2 separate regions of the Anser cygnoides genome follow, and region 1 is linked to region 2. Evidence: chromatin contacts called from public Hi-C data. All regions are on one chromosome and are shown on one strand. The core of a region is the stretch at or near the end of the contact, and the rest is flanking DNA. Distances in the headings are between cores, read along the strand shown. Region 1 holds the start of SELENOP (selenoprotein P). Region 2 holds the start of FBXO4 (F-box protein 4).

What was found. A called contact is a pair of places that touch in the nucleus more often than the background predicts.
Region 1: a contact with region 2 is called in a Hi-C map of liver, with 7 times the contacts expected there. The contact joins the promoter of SELENOP here to the promoter of FBXO4 in region 2. A contact is called at or near these places in 2 of 7 Hi-C or Micro-C datasets (both in liver).

The regions. Positions count from the first base shown.
Region 1 is chrZ:69,162,978-69,168,221 of Taihu_goose_T2T_genome, forward strand. It overlaps SELENOP (selenoprotein P), which reads right to left and starts at 3,599. Exons shown (of 5, transcript XM_013181719.3): 1 at 3,459-3,599; 2 at 1,912-2,115; 3 at 1-74. The coding sequence starts at 2,102. It overlaps LOC106036284 (a long non-coding RNA gene), which reads left to right and starts at 3,759. Exons shown (of 3, transcript XR_010827924.1): 1 at 3,759-5,244.
Region 2 is chrZ:68,817,077-68,822,292 of Taihu_goose_T2T_genome, forward strand. FBXO4 (F-box protein 4) reads left to right here and starts at 2,169. Exons shown (of 7, transcript XM_013181781.3): 1 at 2,169-2,308; 2 at 2,882-3,117; 3 at 4,744-4,964. The coding sequence starts at 2,903. It overlaps RIMOC1 (RAB7A interacting MON1-CCZ1 complex subunit 1), which reads left to right. Exons shown (of 6, transcript XM_066987600.1): 4 at 309-440; 5 at 641-755; 6 at 2,113-2,420. The coding sequence ends at 2,399.

The sequences.
Region 1 (5,244 bases), core at 2,349-4,848, 350 kb after region 2:
CTTGATGGTTGACAACCACATACGAGACATTGACAAGTCCTTCATTCTCTAGCTTCACTCGCAGGTCCTCCAGTCTAGAGGAGAATGTGAAGAAGCAAGACCATAAATCCATTGGGAATTGTAAGATTTTTTTTTGCTTTGCAATACAAAAACATAATTCTTAAATGTATGCATGCTTCCAGACATAAGTTAATCTCCACATTCAACAAAATGTAACATGTTCCATGTTCCTTACATTACAGCCATTTTTTTCCCTCTGAGTTTTAATGTCAACAATCTAAAAATATTAAAACTTTCCTGCTATTTGCCATAACTATCCACTATGTCATTGGACTTGATGATCCTGAAGGTCTTTTCCAATCTAAATGACAGCATGATTCTATACTGTCACCAAGCCAGACTCTACAAAAGCTTAGAAAGCTAAGTAAAAAAGACATCTGCTTTCAGATGAATTCAGTGATATTTTTATTGCAGTTCTTTCACACTCCTCATGGTCTAACAGATAGCTTATGAGATGTCTTTATTCAAATGCTGAGCTTTGGGTCACATAGCTGGTTAAAGAATGCACAGAGTGAATGCATCGGGAAGACAAACAATCAAGAAAGCAAACCTTTATAACATAATAGGTTTGTATAGCAGTCAGACATGATAGTCAGAAAAGGGATGTTACATTAGCAGGATTGAAAAAATGGCTATATAGAGTGTGTTCAAAAACTGGCTGGCAGGAATCAGTTTTCCTCTTTTTCTGTTCTGCCACAAACCCCTTTTTCCTTGCTACTTAATACAGAAAGCTGCTTTCTTGCTGTAAAACGTTTTCGTTCACTTGATCAGGATCATTCCAAATAAATTACTCTACAAAACACTTTTGTTTTTTCACTTTCAGGAGGTACTCTAGAACTTGAAAGAATACAGCCTTTCTAAAATGCATGGAATCAAGTCCAACTACTATGAAAGCCAACCACAGAGTTCACTTTTGACTTTGATGGAGGTAGAAATTTACCATTTTTTCAAAATCCATCTCTTGAAAAATTTGAAAAGACTATTATCATATGAACTTATGCAGCCTAGGGGAGAAAACACATGTGTTATTACAGTGATCAAAATCAAGCTGTGAAACCAGCAGTATGAATTTTTAAGCCAAAGTGATTTCACAACAGCTCAATTAATCCAAGATAAGGGTTGTATGTAATTCCTGTTTGGGTCAGCTCAAAGTTATTTTCTTGCTCCTGTTACTGTCATGGTACCTAGTTATTTCTACTGAGGTAGGTTCAAGAAACCAGTGCACTAACATCTCAGGACCTGGACAAAAATTTAACAGCGATGATTCCCTTAAATGCCTTTTCAGTTTTTGCAAGGCCAGTTCCTACTGCATCTTCTGGATTTTTTTTTTTTTTGTATCTACAACCTCTGAATAGAGGCTGGGATAGCACATTAAAATTTGCATTTTGATTTTTCGTTCCCTTTACAGATTTTACATAAAAAATGAGTGATAACTGGCCTGTTTCAGATGTTCTAGCCAAGTCAGAGAATTACGTTTCTTGGCTTCAGCATGTTACTACATTAATTATCTGTTCTTATCTGAAGCATCTCTCTTGAGGAACTGTTTCTGCTGGCTTTCTGTGTGTTTTGGGTTTCATTAATGTCAAGTTGATCATATCTGATGCTGTAAATACCATCTGGAGAACACGATCTGTTAGTCAGGATGAAGCTAAGAGCTGAAGAATCTTTGCCACTGGCGCAGAATCCTCCCACACCAGGCCACATATGCCAGCTGGGATTGCCAGTGGCTTTTGAGGAAGCTAGTGTTCACTGAGTGCCTCTGTAGTTAGGCACATGTATTATCCTCAGATGGCTTTAAAAAAATCGACCACTCATGTTTTAACAAACGCTGGGAAAGAGATTTACGCTCACCTGGAAGCCTGCAGCAGGCACAGGTATCAGCTAGCTTGGAGGAGAGCCACCACCGTCACCGAACCCCTCGAGTTCAGCATCGGGTTCTCCTCCCCGACCCGCCATTCGGGGGGCTCCTGGCAGTTCTGGGTCTCTGTCCCTCCTCCTGGGAGGAGACAGAGAACCAGAACTAGCCCCAGCCCTGCCCACATGGCGGGGCTTTATCTGAAAAGAGAGAAAATAAACAAAATGAGATCAATGCCTAAACGAAGTTCAGACCCTGAAATTCCCATAACAAAACAGTAAAATAAAAAAGTAAATAAAATAAAAGGACATAAAATTGAACTACTGTTGACTCCTTAATCATATTTCTTCCATTTTGCAGTTGAGTTCTCGTATATTAAGTAGATTATATTTTTTTGTTGTTGTTGAAAAGTGTTCAGAATAACTGAAATTTCTTTTAACGCTACTAAAAAGCCCCATTTCCTGTTTTTTGACATCAGTGGTGCTGAGACAGTTTACACCAGTAAGAATCCAGGCCAGTTCACTCCAGATTATGGTATGAATCCAACCCGCTCAACAGCAAGTCCACTGACTTAAAAGAAATTGCACCACCAGAGTATATTGATACATAGCAAGCATTACAGATCCTGGCAGGAAAAAGGAAAAAAAAAAAAAAAAAGACAAAATTTTTTAAAAGTCAGTTTGTAGCACTTGGATCCCGTTGAGAAATCTCTGAAGAATACAGGAATAGAAACAATTTTGCAAAAGCAGGAAATGAAAACTCAAGTTTCAGATTTGCCATATCTTACAAAAACTCCTGACCACACTGAGTCCATTAATGTTTATGAAAATCAAAACATACAAGAAATTCTGTAATTATCCTTCTATTCCAATAGCATAATAGTTTTGCCTTAATATGTGCAGGAAACTCTCAAATAAAGTATTAAAACTGTTCCCAAACACATCCTAGGCTGCAGAATTGTATAATTCCAACACACCCATCAGAGTCTGATAGTAAACACAGGATGTTTTGGAAACAGCAAGTTTTGATAAAGGCTAAAAGCTATGCTTATCACCAATCTTGTCACATTCTAAAAAACAAACAAAAAACAAACAAACAAAAAATAAAACAACAACAACAACAACAAAACTTTTAATTATTGATCTTTCAAACAAGAGCCAGCATAATTTTGAGGAATGCTGCTGTCCCCACGTTCCCTGCCTGCAGTTCTACCAAAATCATTTTTGTGTACAGCACTTGGAGGATGAGATAGTGGCCCAATAAGCATCAGCAGAGCCAGCTGTTCACTCTTTCCACAAGTCTGGGAAGCCGTCCACCTTTACGGGGCTCCGTTAGGAAGGTGCGAAGCTCCTGGGACATCTGGCGACGCTGCTCTGCCTGTGCAGCCTCCAGACGGGAGCCGTGCTCCAACTTAACACTTCCCTTCGCTTTTTGTTTTCCAATGGAAATTTCCACAGTCGGCCTTTTCCGCCGGAGAAACAAGCGGACGCCCTGCCAAATCTGAAGTCCCGGCTCTTTGTCGAAGCGAGAACAGCAGACTTACCCCTTCCTCCCCACTCGCCTTGGCAGCCGCGCTCCGCTGCGCCGCGGAGGAAAGCAGCGTGGGGAGCAGGGCTGCGGTATTTATACTGCTCTTGTTTATCTCGCTGTGCAGACACGGTTCAAAGTTCAGGGAGCTCATTGCGAACGACCTTGCAAGCAAAGCAAACCCCTCCAGCAAAAGTGGCCAAAATATTTCTGGGTTAACTAATTGCGAACAGAAGCGTCTTGTCACGCGGAACGGCGAGGCGTGCCAGGCGCGAGGGCTGAATTTCGGGTCGTGCCAGGCACCGGTCACCCCAGAGAGCTGGAGGCAGTGGTACAGCCAGCGGGGAGGGGTGGGCCAACGAGTCCTTATTTTGTGAACACAGCCAGAGGGGGAAGGTACTTCTCCGCTCACAAAAATGCTGAGCTAGCAGGTTTTTGCACTTATGCTTTATCTCGTGGTTGCTTAGAGGGTGGTGTACCCAGGCTGAGCGCCTGAGCACTGCAGAGCTCCTCTTGCACAGCTGCTCTGGGTTACGTCAGCTGGCATTAAAACTTGTGGAGAATCTGCCAGTTCGACAGCTTATGCCGGAGGTTAACGTCCAGATCTCCTGACATTTAAAGCAATGTAGATGCAAGAAAGCCATGAAGCTCTACCTACTGGCAGCAGCCATTTATCTCTGCTACATTTTCTTCCCACATTGTCATCACTGAGGTGCCTGAGAACATTTGTGTGAAGCTGCTTTCTTACCCCTTCCTCAGAGAGGGAACTGTTCATGCATGAAGTGTTTTACTTTGACAGCAATTTGCTTGAGATAGATTTCCTTCAAAGTACGTGTTTATGGAGAAATAAGTGTTTAAAAGCAGTATGCCTGCAGAGTTTAAGGTGGTGAGATTTACACTGCTTAGCTCTGTGGCCTGAGACTGTCTCCTGCATAGACGAGCTTCATGCTTCTGGTCGAAAGTCTTGTTGGGCACGAGGAATGGAACTGCTGACCTCGGGGTTTATCGTCAGGATGTGCTACACTCAAGCCAGTGGAAAGAAGGACAAAGATCTGAAGTTTTATTCCATAGTCTCTGAGGACACAGTGAAGAAAGCAGAAACAGATGTCAGAGAGGGACTGGTTTATTTGTTTGTTTGAAGTGGGACGTGCTCATGTTGCTTATGTTGTTAGTGAAGTGAATCTCTGTGTACTCTGCCAGGCCTCATAGCTGGAACCAAGCCCTCAGAGCTGTGATGATGTCCTGTACTGTTGCAAGAGACAGATTATTTGCTGAGCCTGTTGCCTCAAGATAAATTGTTGATTTTCAGTGCTAATAAAGCCCTACAGGGTTTGCTGGAAGTATTTGGTACACATCAGGTCTGTCAATTCCTAAATGAGCACTGAAGCAGCTAAAAAGAAATGCAGCAGGTACAGCTCTGTGAACAGGGAGAGGAGTAAGATACAGCTCAGTAGTAACTGACAATTGGTGTCTTACCAGTTACTGCAACACAGGCGGAAATACTATGAAATAAAGAGCAGTACTCCATTCCCATTTCTTCTGCAGCTATGCAGAGGGACATGCACAACGTTTAATTAACCAGTGCTGAGCCTACGAGCTATAAGTTATACCACTGAGCGCAGCTGAGACTCGCAGCTCAGAACTACTGAAGAATAAAGGGTCCAGACAGAGTGAGCTGAAACAGCTGACTTATAAATCAGTTAACTTCCTGATGAGGATGGAAATCCACAGTGGTCACTGCTGAAAAGTTAGTATTTGCTCCCAAATAGTATGCAGAGAAACCTGCAGACCCTCAGTTGCCT
Region 2 (5,216 bases), core at 919-3,418:
ATAGTATTATTTGTATTTTTAATGGGCAAAGTTTAAGATCTTTGGAAAAAAATAATATCTTAGTTATATTTAAATAGTAATTCGTCAAAATAATTTTTCAAAGAACATGTTGCATGCTCATTCTTTCCTAATGTTTCATGATTACAGAAGCTTTTGGCAATACAAATCTGAAATACGAGGTTTGTGTCTGCGACCTCTGCTGTTAAGTACAGCCTCTAAAGCTGGAGGCTTAATATAACACTGTGTGTGTATGAGTAGTTTAGATGGTTTACTTTTTGCTTAGCACAGTTTGTTGGATTTTATTTCAGCCTATTAACATCCTTGGTATAGAGTTGGTAGAATGTCTTTACTGGAGAAAAGGAGCCCTGCTTTACATGTATTGTCATACAGCAAAAGAAAGGAGTGAATGGCTACGAGAAAACATTGCCATATTTAAAAAGGTAAAGGAGGATTTATAAAGTGCTATGAATATGTGAATGCCCGTAAATATGGTTTTAAAGTGTGACTTTTTTAAAATACTTTTTTATTTATTTTAAATAAGGTTTGGGGGAATTCGTGTCTGGAAATATTTTTGGCTATCATTAAATTAATTAGAATTTATCTAAAAGTGTTTTTTTCCACATTTTGTAACTGCATTCAGTGTCTTAATGATGGAGTTCGTTACTTGATGAAGATGCTTAGCTTTAGATGCCCTCTTCATCTAAATGAAGATGTCTTACTTCAAGATAAAGACACAGCTAGATTACTCAGTGAAGGTAAAGAAAAAAGCGCAACCCATGCCCCCAATAACTACTCCACTTTATAAAATGCTTTATTGTGTATTTTGGTCATTCGACTTCATTTGTATTCAAAACTATCACTTTTTACAACAAACCAAAAACTAACAGACATAAAAAGCGGGCACGCTTTCCTGATTCCCTCCTCATCCCACATAATTTCTTCTGAGTCATTCTTCTCAGTCGTCTGAGGTGGTAATGTTCATTTTCTCTATATTTTTGAGTGCACTGAAGGAAAATGAACTGAGGCTTTATACACTGTGTGCACAGTGTTTGTGGTTTATAACCATACAGCTGTCAGTTGACAAATGTTGAAAGCACAAACACGATTACAGAGGGCACAAAATGTTACCGTTTTGATTTCCCTGTTTAGATCTAGAAGAAAACAGATATGATGAATTGTTGACTTCACCCATGTAGAAAGTATAAGCAAAGTTGGCTAGAGTTGGGAAACTTTCTCTCTCATCCACTGTAGCTTTATGTAAGTTGCATTATTATAGTGCAATTACATGAGCATCTGAGACTACATCAGTGTGGTGCTGGTATGGTGATGGAGCAGGAGAGGATTTCCAAAGTAAAACAGCTGGTGATGAGAATGGGATGTTCACATTATACCCTGTCAAAACTACCTCTACTTTGGTCCTATGCAATAAATGCTCAGGGGGACAGCAGAGCACCTCGTTTAATTTCATCCAAAAGTGGGATTGCTCTAGTTCAGCTCCACATTGATTGAACAAATTCAGTGACTGATTTTGTACATTCATTCAGTAGGATTTCTTTGCTTTGAATGACCATGGACACTTAATGTGTTTCCTATTCAAATACAAAAGCTGCTGCTGGTTAACCCGAGTTAAGATGATGTTCAAAAAGCTATCTTCTAGTAGGCTTAAATTGTGGGAGGCACAGAGGTATTCTAATGTGGTCAATTCTAATACATGCTCATACCTCCACTTAATGGATTGTACAGAAATACTGAAGTTGTCTAAGATAAACAAACATAGGCAAACATATTTTTTATTATCTATCTATATTATATTTTTATATATATATATATTATTTATTTATACATATTTATATGCCAGTATTAAAGATTTTAATATTATGGAAGGGCAAAATGGGTGGAGCAATGAGCAAGACCTTGGTCCAGCTTCTTTTGTGCGCATCATCAGTCATACAATGGCAGAAAATTGTTCTTTGGTGTACCTCTTTAGTAGGCTGATGTTGCCTGTACCTTTTTTTTTTTTTTGCTGCCTTTCTAAGAAAAGGTTGTAGTTAACGAGCTGCGTACTTGTTCACAACAGAAGAAAAAAGTGCTTGATCTGAATTATTTCTGCAGGTATATTTAGTGACACTCACTTGCTGGCGATGATGTACAGCGGAGAAATGTGCTACTGGGGACTGAAACTCTGTGGAGAGGGGGAGCAGGAAAGCCTTCGGACGACAGACCCGGCGCCTAGCAGCGAGCCGGGCTGCAGATCACCGCACAGCGCACCTCTGGATTTCCGAGAACTGGGCAAAAGCATGCTGACAAAGTACGTGTCTGTATGCGAGGGACCTTTGCGCGGCCAGGGCTGGAACACCGGCAGCGCCGAACAAATGCTGTGTTACCTCAGGACCAAATAAACGCGCCCCGCTTCGCAAGGAGCTCGCTGTGCTGTCAGCCTGACCCCCGGCCGCCGCGGGGTGGCGGGGCTCCGCCTGCGTGGCCGGCACCGCGGTGTCAGGCGGCGGCGGGGCGGGCGCTGCGGGGCCGGGGGGCGGCCGCGGCGGCGCCGCCTCTTCCTCGCCCGGGGCCGCGGCGGCGCCGTGCGGGGCGGGATGGCGGCGGGCAGCGGGCCGGCGGAGCGGGGCGGGCTGGAGGCCGCCGTGCGCGGCCGCCTGCGGGGCCTGAAGGAGCGCTGGGCGCGGGGGCTGAGGGAGCGGGCCGAGGCCGCCTCGCAGCCGGGCCCCGCGGGCGGGGAAGGGGAGGCTGAGGAAGCGAGCGCCCTGCAGGCGCTGCCGGTGAGCTCGGACCCGCCGCCCTCCCCTCCTCCTCGCCGCTGCCCTCGGGGCTGCCGTGCGCCGAGCCCCCCTGGGGGTTCAGCCGCCGGTCTCGGTGCTTTCAGATCGACGTGCAGCTGAACATCATGTCCTTCCTCTCGCCGCAAGACCTGTGCCACCTGGGGAGCACGAGCTGCTACTGGAGGGCGGCCGTGCAGGACCCGCTGCTCTGGAGGTACTTTCTGCTGCGGGATCTCCCCTTCTGGACCTCCGTGGACTGGAAGTCGCTCCCGGATGTGGAAATTTTTAATAAAGCCTTCTCAGAAGTCAGCGATAACACGCTGTATGACTACATGGCGATGTGAGTGTCTCAGCATTCTCTTGCACAATTTACAGCCCACAGGCAGGGTTCGTATTTACAGCGGTAAACTGTAAGCCGCTGCTCAAATTTTGGTGGGTTCTCAAACCCATCCCTTACTCTGGAAATTTAATTTCCTGCTCTGTGACCGTTTGGTCTGGTATTTCTCCTTGGAATTCAACAGGAATGTAAGATGTTAAAAAAATAATAATCAAAGCTTTTTGTAAACTCTGTGCCCACTGTGCCACCAAAAATCTTGCACTGGTGAAGCTGTGCTCACCACTCATCCTGATGAAAATTCTCTTCACTCTCATTGCAATGAAAAATAATTTATTGTTTTGATAAAAGTACTAAAAAGTGTTTAAAATACAGTGAATGGAATGATCCTTAGTTTTGTTTTATATCTTATCTGGAAAACCTAGTAAAAAATAAAATGTTATTTTTGAATGTGCTTGGAATAAGTACTGATATTGCTTTAGCTCTGATGGTTAGTGTCCATGAGACAGAGCCTGTAATTTTAACCAGTGTAGCTGAAAAGCACAGTAACACTCATAATATGTTTGGATGATTGAAAAGTCCCCTAAGAGAAGCAGATTATTCTGCAGTGGTTTTTTTGTTGTTGTTGTTGTTTTTTAATCTCATTCAATGCCTTTAATTAATTTGCAGTAAAAGTTACTAATTTGCAGTTACGTTTTCCAAAGATGATTTTATGAAATTCTTGCTTCACAAAAAGTGCACTGACTCCTGTGGTCTCTGTGCCCTTCACCCCCATTTTACAGCTGGAAAAGAGGTGCTTTGAACCTGGAGTGCAAAATATCATTGATTTTGAGCACTGGATTTAATGTCTTCAGGTCCAAATACTTCAGAGCATCACATATTGGAAATGACCTGTCACTGATTTTCGTTGTGTCTGTGAGCACTTAACGTTGTTGCTGATCTTAAGTGAAGTGTACAGAAGCACACATTTAATGTTTTCTTGAAGTGATTTGTCCAGCATCACAGTTCAGTGTCCAACGAAGCAAAGATTGAATCTGCTTCTCCAGGAAGTCTGTCTCTTCCGTCACTGTTACTTCTTTCCCTGTGATTACCAAAGTCATTCGTGCCTTCCAGCTTCTCCGTCAAGTGAATGCATAAGGTTGCAGACAACAGCTTGTCTTCTTTCACATCATGTGTTCTCTGTTCCTAAATGGGAAATGGTCCTTTCCAGGTGGAGTGAACGATTAGTAAACACAGAGGCAGTTTAACGAAGGTTGGAAGTGCAGTCAGAATTTTCCTATTTTTTTACGCCGTTTGCAACGCAGCAGCTTTTATTTTATCCTACAAATGCTGTGTGTGCAGTGAGGCTGGGAGAGTTTCTAATTTTACTTTATTTTTTTAAGTAAACTAAATATTCCATCCCATGGAAGTATATTAAAGGTCCAACAAGTCAGCGTTTGGAATTTGGAAGGACTAATGGTTTTACCTGCTTTAACCTGCTGACTGAAATAATCAGTTTTGAACTTCAGCATTTTTCACCTGTGCTTGAGTTGTACCAGTAACAAAGCATGAGAAGCGTGCGACCTGAGTAAACGTTGATTAATACCTATTCTGTATTTTGCGTTTAATTTCTAGTTTGTGTCTATTTTACAGATACAAAAAAAGCTGTCCTCAGAGTAGAAGAAGCTGGAAATCAAGCCGTCCCCGGTATGGGGCTGTGACTTCCTTTTTGCAGTCACTGGTCACTCAGGCAGAACCTCGCTTTGCGATGTTTGGGCCGGGTTTGGAAGAGCTGGATAACTCTTTAGTGCGAAAGATGATGACATGCCCAGAAATTCTGCTAGTAGCTGGCCTACCTCAAAGACGAATTCATGGTAATGATGGTGGTGGTGTTGTTTGTATTGTTTTGTATTTCATTTTCATTTAAATCTGAAATAAATCTTTAAACACAAAAACATTGGGGAGAAATGGAAAACAAAAATGATGCTTTTTAATACTCCCCCTGAAAATCAATAGCATAATGGTAAAAAAACAAAATCACTGTTTGTATTTATTCAGAAGGATAAATGCAATAAACATTGTGATCAAGTTGTAGCTGCAGTAAATTTAATGATTTAATTTGTATG